Linked DNA regions of Mus musculus: region 1 is linked to region 2. A link is a contact called in public HiChIP or PLAC-seq data. All regions are on one chromosome and are shown on one strand. The core of a region is the stretch at or near the end of the contact, and the rest is flanking DNA. Distances in the headings are between cores, read along the strand shown.

Region 1 (3,750 bases), core at 1,128-3,627, 210 kb before region 2:
TTGACAAGATTAGCCATTGTACCTTGCCTGTGTGTGGAGAAAAAGGGACCAGCTGGCTTTCCGAATGTCGCAAAGGTGAGGGCTCGGGTCGCAGAAATACACCCACCCTGTCCACAGGGCACATTTTAACTTTCCGCTGCACTACTTAAAGGAGATTAGTGTGCTCACGAATGTAAGAGCTCTCAGAAGAGTTAGGGAGTGTGTGAAGCCAATTCTCACAGCATCTAAGGAAGTACTATCAGGAAACTTGGTATTAATTTTATCCAAGGTGATGTAATCCGGCCATGAGTCACTTACCCCTTTGTGGAGATAACAGATGATCTGTCCATTGCCACATTCACTGGCCCTCTGTCAGGCTGTTTGGCTTTGACCTCTGTGCAGCCTCTGATGCCTCCCCTGCCCCTCTCTGTGACTCATTCTTGGCTCCCACGTACCTAACCTCCCTGAGTTCCCCCCTTCTCGCTGGCCTTCCTAGCCCTGGATCATCTCAAATTGGTCCTAATACATGGATCAGCGCTGAGGTTCTACCCTCGTCACTCTTTCTGCCTCTCTCTACTTCATCCCTTATCCCAGGCTGATTCATCCTTTCAACTCCAACTAAACGGCACGGCTTTATCCCAGAGGATTCTCTTGCGTGCTGATCTTGCCAAGTTCACAGTTCTCCATCTTCGCTACCCTGGAGACTTCTCCACGTGGACTCCGAATCCTTCTTGCTTCCTTTCCCCTGCCTTTCCATCAGAATTCATCTCCCCATCTCTTTACCTCCTATCTTTGGGTCTTTTTTTCCCTTTATGCAAATACTCACAACACTGAGATTGCATGCCATTGTTTATCACTCTTTCTTTAGTAACGTCCTGAATAAACTGGGGTTGCACTGGAGAGTCCCTTTTGCATTTGAACCCTTTCCAACACCACATAATTTGGAAACTGTATGGTTGGCTGCAAGTTAAGCCATCAAGTCCCCCAGGGTCCCTGGTGACCATCACCCTTCCTCTATGTCCCATCATCTCCCCTCATCTCCTGCTTGTTGTTTTGGTGAAGATTCATCAGCCTTCTTTATAAGCCACTGCCAGAGGGCCAGATGAATCTTCCTAAAACAGGGTGCCTCCTCACAGGGCCCCCAACCACTCTCTCCCAAATTGGGAACTGCCTTGGAAACCCATCTGGCGCAAGCACCTCTCGCTACAAATGAGGAGAGTGAAGTCATGGAATAGATAGCAAGGATCCTGCCTGTAGAGGTGACCAGGGAATCTGCCTGTTTTGGTGCCGGGCTATTAACTGATCAAGTGCATCACTAGCTCCTTCTCACACTGTCCCGGAAGAGCCTACATCCTACCCACAGAACCAACCAGTTTGTCTTTGTTTGTCCTTCCTGGGTTCTCCCTGGCTGAAAACTGAATATCTCCAATCCTGAGTGCTCCATGAGTCCCCTTGCTGGTGGCGATGGTCGTTTACTCCATTGCCACTAACATCTTCATTCTGATCTTTTCTTGACTTAGGGGTGGCTTAGTTCTTGTCAGTCATGGTGGCTTGCTTCCTGTGCCTAGACCGTTCCATCCAAGCCCTTCACATGTCTACCACACCTTCCCATTTACATCCAACCATTTCTATGTCTACGTTCCTCCATCTTAAAGTTTCTACATCCCGTCTTCCATGATTCCTCTCACTTGGCCCTTGTACTTCCTTCTCTGCCTGCCTAGATCAGCTCATGTCAGCAATCAGCGTCTGTGACCTGTTCTTTCTGTCCACAGACACACATTTTTGGAATCTGACTTCAGTTCTAATGGTGTCTCCATTTTAGTCTGTCCTTTAGCCATTCAATGATCAAAACTATCAACCCTCAAACTGGTGAGGAAGTGGAGGTCCCACTTCCTCTGTTTCCCATTGCACAGACTGTTACCGGGAAAGAACAGGAAACGCCTGGTTGGAAACATCCAGGACCTGACAACCAAGAAGGCAATCACATCAAGGGTTGACACTCCCTGTCTCTTTTTATTTATTTGCATGGCCCAGTAGATTCCGTTCTCAATCGTTTTAACAGTCCAAGACCCGTCAGGGCCAGCACATCACCGTGATCTATCGTCGGGGTAAAAAATCTCGTGGTGGTGACAGCCTAGATTGACAGCGATGTTTAAATCCTAAACTAGTCTCTGGATGACATTCAATTTTTTGTCATGAAGTTTCAAAATGTGACTGGAGCCTTTTCAAAGCTTTCCGCCTGGTGGAAACGCCGGTGGCAAAAGCAGACATAAACCAGCTGTGGTGGACTGGGAAAAACACTGACCTTTGAGGCCAAACACCTAGGGAGGGGCTAGGGCTCTGATGGGGGAGTCAAGCATGTTTCAAACAAGTCCTCCCTCCTGCAGTGGCTCCCAATAAGTGGAGCCCAGCTCTGAAGACACAGGAAGCATGTGACCCGCATGCCTGGCCCAGGAGGGGTGAGGTGTTTAAAGACCTTGTTTCAAAGAAGTGATTTACATTTGTATGCGCAGATAGGCTTCTGTTTCTTCCCAATCGGAATATGCCTTTATTAAGAGTCCCTGGAACTCAGACACAGCAACCACAGTTTTCCTTTCCCTTGTTCATTGTTGTGTAAGTTTTGTCTGCCTCTCCAGTCCATACCTATTCCAATAAATAGAAGTATTAAAAATTCCAGGCTTGTTTTACTGTTGCATTTGTCACAGATTCTTTTCAACCTAACACTAAACCCACTTTCTTTGACTTGAATTCTGAATGGTTCTCTCCAAAAGGACAAACTGAGGCCCTGGGTCAACACAAAGGCCAGAGTTTTGATCATCCCTTTCAGGGAAGCTCAAAATACAAGGATATACAAGATATACAAGCTCAAGATATACAAGGATTCCATTTCATCAGTGCTGTCTCAAGTATATTTGAATACCGAAAGGTGTGCAATGAGGAAAAAGACACTTAGCTTCTCAGTCAAAGAGTGTGCCACTAGGCAAATGATCTGTCTCAGAAGGTAAAGCGCTTGCTCGATGCCAAGTCTGATGGCCCGAGTTTGAACCCCAGGACCCACATGGCAGAAGGAAGGAACTGACTCCCACGAGCTATCTTCTGCCCTCCACATGCACACAAGCTTTGGCTTGCATGTCACCCCTTCCCCACACACAGACAAACATTACTAAAAGTATTCTTAAAAGAAGGAAAGAGTATTTTAATCAAGGGAATATATATTTAACTTCAAAAGTCATCAAGGAGGGCCCCACAGGGGGGTGACATTGAGCAGAAGGTAACCTCCCTCATAGTGACATGTAAGACCCGGAACTGGAAAGCCATGCCTGTCACTTTTTGTCCGTTCTTGAAATTTGGAACTCAGACACAGTAGTGTCCACACTTTGGATATCCTAAAGTATGCAATGAAAGCTTGGCCCAGAGAAACCCTGAACAGAACCCTTGTGATTAATAGCCTGTGCATTCAGCTGATGTATATTGTGAGTACAAACACTGAGGTCAGTGGAAATGATAATTAAACATGCATATTTCACAATGGAAAAGTCCCATCCATCAACCTGGACCCCAAACTGAAAACAGAGGGATGTTTTCCACTTGGCAGATGGAGTTAATAGTGTGCAAGAATCACTCTGTTCATCTCTCAGAATAGTTTCCCAGGCTGGACTGTTGAAAAGGATCCATTAGTTCATCCCATATCAGCCTCTTCCTTTTAAGAGATAATAATTTCATTGTTAAAAGTGACTCACACTGTAGTTAAGTAACAGGAAAAGAAAACAT
Region 2 (3,438 bases), core at 100-2,599:
TGGATGGATGGATGGATGGATGGATAAATGGAAGTATGGATGATGTTTGAATATATAGATGGATGGATGGGTGGATGGATGGATGGATGGATGGATAGATGGATGAATGGATTGTTGGATAGATGGGTGGATGAATGGATTATTGGATAGATGGATGGATGGATGGATGGATGGATGGATTGATGGATTGATGGATAGATATTGTTGGATAGATGGATGGATGGATGGATGGATGGATGGATGGATGGATGGATGGGTGGGATGGATAGATGAATGGATAAATGGATGTATGGATGATGTTTGAATATATAGATGGATGGATAAATAAATGGACAGATGGATAGATGGATAGATAAGTGGATGGGTGACTAGATGGGTGAATAAATCTATGAATAGGTGGTAGAGGAATTGATGCATGGATGCATGGTTAAATGAATTAAAAGTGAGGAAGAAAAGAACAGAGATAAAGTATATTAGGGCCTATAAACAAAATGGATTACAAAAGCCAAATTCAAAACAGAAAAATTCTTGTGCTTTAGTTTTAGTCTCTTGTTTCTTCCTTTTGTTCTCCTAGTAAATATTATCTGGATCACAGAGCACATTTGGCGGTGTCCAGAGAGAGCTAAATCTTAAAAGCAAAGACTAAAAAGAAAGCCAAGGGAGATCAAAGGAAAAGATCCACAAAGGTAAAACAAAGGCCAGAAAATCCCCTGCACAGCAGGCACATCCACCCGGGCTGGGCAAGAACTATTCTGGCTTATTATGAAGCTCAATGTTTCATTGTTGAGATGTGAGGTTTTAAGTCATACTAATTCTTCCAAAATTCTGTCAACCTTCCTGTGTTTCACTTGAGGACTATCTTACTGACATTCTCTTTGCTGTGATGAAATATCCTGACAAAGGCCCTCAAGGGAGAAAGGTTGTGTTTGTCTTAGGGTTCCAGAGGGATACAGTCTATCATGGCTGGGGAGATGCAGCAGTGGGCAGGGAGAGCAACAGGAGGGTTGCTGGTCTTGTGGCATCCTACACAGAGGAATCACAGAGGGATCAGCACAAAGGGCTAGGATATAAAACTGGAAGGCCTGCTTCCGGGTCCCCACCTCCTCCAAAAAGGCTATCTCCTGAACTTTCTACAACTTCCTCAAACATTGCTGCCAATTGGGGAGCAAATGTCCTACGAAGAACCATTCATATTGAAATCACAAGACCTCATGACTACCAGGTGGCCCCTGCACTTCTGCAACGGGTGATAGGCACAATAAGTGATGAGCAGACTTGGAGGTCACTACTGGTCCAGACCTTTTAACCACAGGAAGTAGGCAGCTTCGGGTGACTGACTGAACGTGGCACAAAGGAGGGTGGGTGGTATCTGAGGACTAGCAGAAGCCGGTGTTTACCGTGTTTACCGCGGACTGTAATTTGAATGTGAAGTGTTCCTATCCGGTCACGTGCTTCACTATTTTCCACCCAGTGGAGACAGCTGTCTTGGGAGGTTACAGAATCTTTAAAGGTGGAAGGAAGTGGGGCACTCTGGGGGCGAGCCTTGGGGTTATATCCTGGCCTTGTTTCCAACTTGCTCTCTGCTTCCTGATCCTCCCCGATGTGGATGTAAGCAAGCTCCTGCTGCCATGCCTCCCTGATCCCACGAGTCTATCCCCTCCAACGCCAAGCCAAACCAACGCCTTCTTTCCTAACCTGTTTTCCACGGGGATTTTATTATGAGATGAGAAAGGGATAACAGCCTTCATGCAAATGCGCTCTTCTAAGGCTGAATTTTAGTCCTTTCCAGAGAGTTCAGGCCCCTGATTGAGAAAGAGCAATGACCAGGTAGTTTCTGTTTGGAATCGCATGGGGGGGGGGGGGGTCTAATACCCAGATCTCATTGGGCGAATTTGGGTCATGTGATTAGCTCTAATTGCAGAGAAGCAAGCCTGAGTTTTCCAAACCTCTGTCTTCCAGGGAGTTCAGGGGGAAGGGAGATGTAAATGGCTTTTGGAAATTCATTTGCCAATTTCCGCTGCCTCTGCCCATTATGACTTGGGAAGGGCGGGATAAAAGGCCAGTTCATCCATCCTTCCGGTGGACAAATGCAGAATGAGGTTCTCTCGCAAAGCAAAGAGCTCCACTCCAGGTAATGTATTATATTTTGAGCACTGAATGTTTGACAATACATTTCACGGCTCATTTCCTGCTACTTGTGAACGCTAGTAAACACTCAGAGAGAAAATACACATTTTTCATGTCAAATATCCTTGCGACTCCCCCTCCTCCGGCTTGTCAACAGTTAAGCGGACCCCTCTGAGGACAGTCTGCTCGAAATATAATCTTCTGAGACACTAAACCTTAATCTGTCTTAAAATTCCTGTTGTTTCTAGATAAAAGGTTCGTGCAGAAGTATTTCACGAAGCACATCCGTTTTCATGGTGGAGAATAAATTGTATAGTTGGAGACATCGTAGCCCGTGCTGAATTGCCCTTCCCAATCCAGCGTTTAAGAATTTCACCTGGATTACTCTCGCCATCGATCTAGCTAATTCGGTATCATTATTTTTCTCTCATCTCGGCAGGATTTATCCTTCTCTGAAATGAGCTTACGGCATAATAAGATGATCGAAGAGAAAAGACAATGTTGGTGAACCTGGTGTCACTGAATTTCCCACTTCGCAGCCAGGACTAGAACTGAGAAGCTTTGAAAGTCCCCCAATAGAACCGTTTTCTTAAAAAAAGGATTTCAACATGCTATGTTTCATAAGGAGTCTGGCATTGCATAGAGTAACTGGTCCGTTAACTTTCACTGCCAAGTGGGCACAGTCTGGAGTCACCTGAGAGGGCAGTCTCCATTAAGAGATTTCCCAGATTAGACTGCCATGCCGGTGTCAATTGATGGAGGAGGGTTCAGCCCTCTGTGGGCGGTACCGTTGCTTAGGAAGATAGTCCTGGGTGGCATAAGAAAACGTTACTAGCTTCAGGTCCCTACCTTGAGTTCCTGCCCTGACTTCTGTCATGGATAACTGTGGTCTGGAAGTGTAAGCAAAATAACCGCTTTTCTCCCTAAGGTTCATTTGGTCAGAGCGTTTTACATGGCAACAGCGTGATCCTAAGACATGGGCCTCCTGTAGATGCTTGGATTCCTCTTGTTTCTCACCTGCCCCTCCTCTTACACGTAGGATGGGAATCACCAGGCATAAGCAGCCTGCCTTGTGAAGTCAGGATCAAGCCATGCGGGTAATTCAGCATCTCCAGTATGTGCCCTCTCAGGCTCGCGGGGTCAAAGACTCGGCCTCCAGCTGGTGCCTGTTCCAAGAGGTTGTAGAGCCTTTTAGAAAAGATGCCTAGTTGACAGGCTTGGGGGTTTAGGGGTGAACTATATGGGTGTAACCCCAAGTGAAGCCTGAGCTTTCAGCTTCTTGATCATAATAAAACCCAGTACAATAAAAAA

What was found. HiChIP or PLAC-seq counts read pairs in DNA pulled down with a chosen protein or histone mark.
Region 1: a contact with region 2 is called in an H3K27ac HiChIP or PLAC-seq map of embryonic stem cells, with 2.1 times the contacts expected there. The contact joins two enhancer-like sites. A contact is called at or near these places in 1 of 484 Hi-C or Micro-C datasets (cerebral cortex) and 4 of 115 datasets of contacts at active chromatin or transcription factors (embryonic stem cells and large pre-B cells).

The regions. Positions count from the first base shown.
Region 1 is chr2:169,727,423-169,731,172 of GRCm38.p6, reverse strand. All of the region lies in intron 1 of Tshz2 (teashirt zinc finger family member 2), which reads right to left. Among named protein-coding and RNA genes, the nearest start is that of Gm34344, 62 kb to the right of the region's middle. Within about 2 kb of position 2,377, at least 22 of the 459 cell types and tissues checked have an H3K27ac peak or open chromatin away from gene starts, as enhancers often do. A contact at or near this core is called in embryonic stem cells, where this site is marked.
Region 2 is chr2:169,513,567-169,517,004 of GRCm38.p6, reverse strand. No RefSeq gene overlaps it. Among named protein-coding and RNA genes, the nearest start is that of Gm34112, 20 kb to the right of the region's middle. Within about 2 kb of position 1,349, at least 38 of the 459 cell types and tissues checked have an H3K27ac peak or open chromatin away from gene starts, as enhancers often do. A contact at or near this core is called in embryonic stem cells, where this site is marked.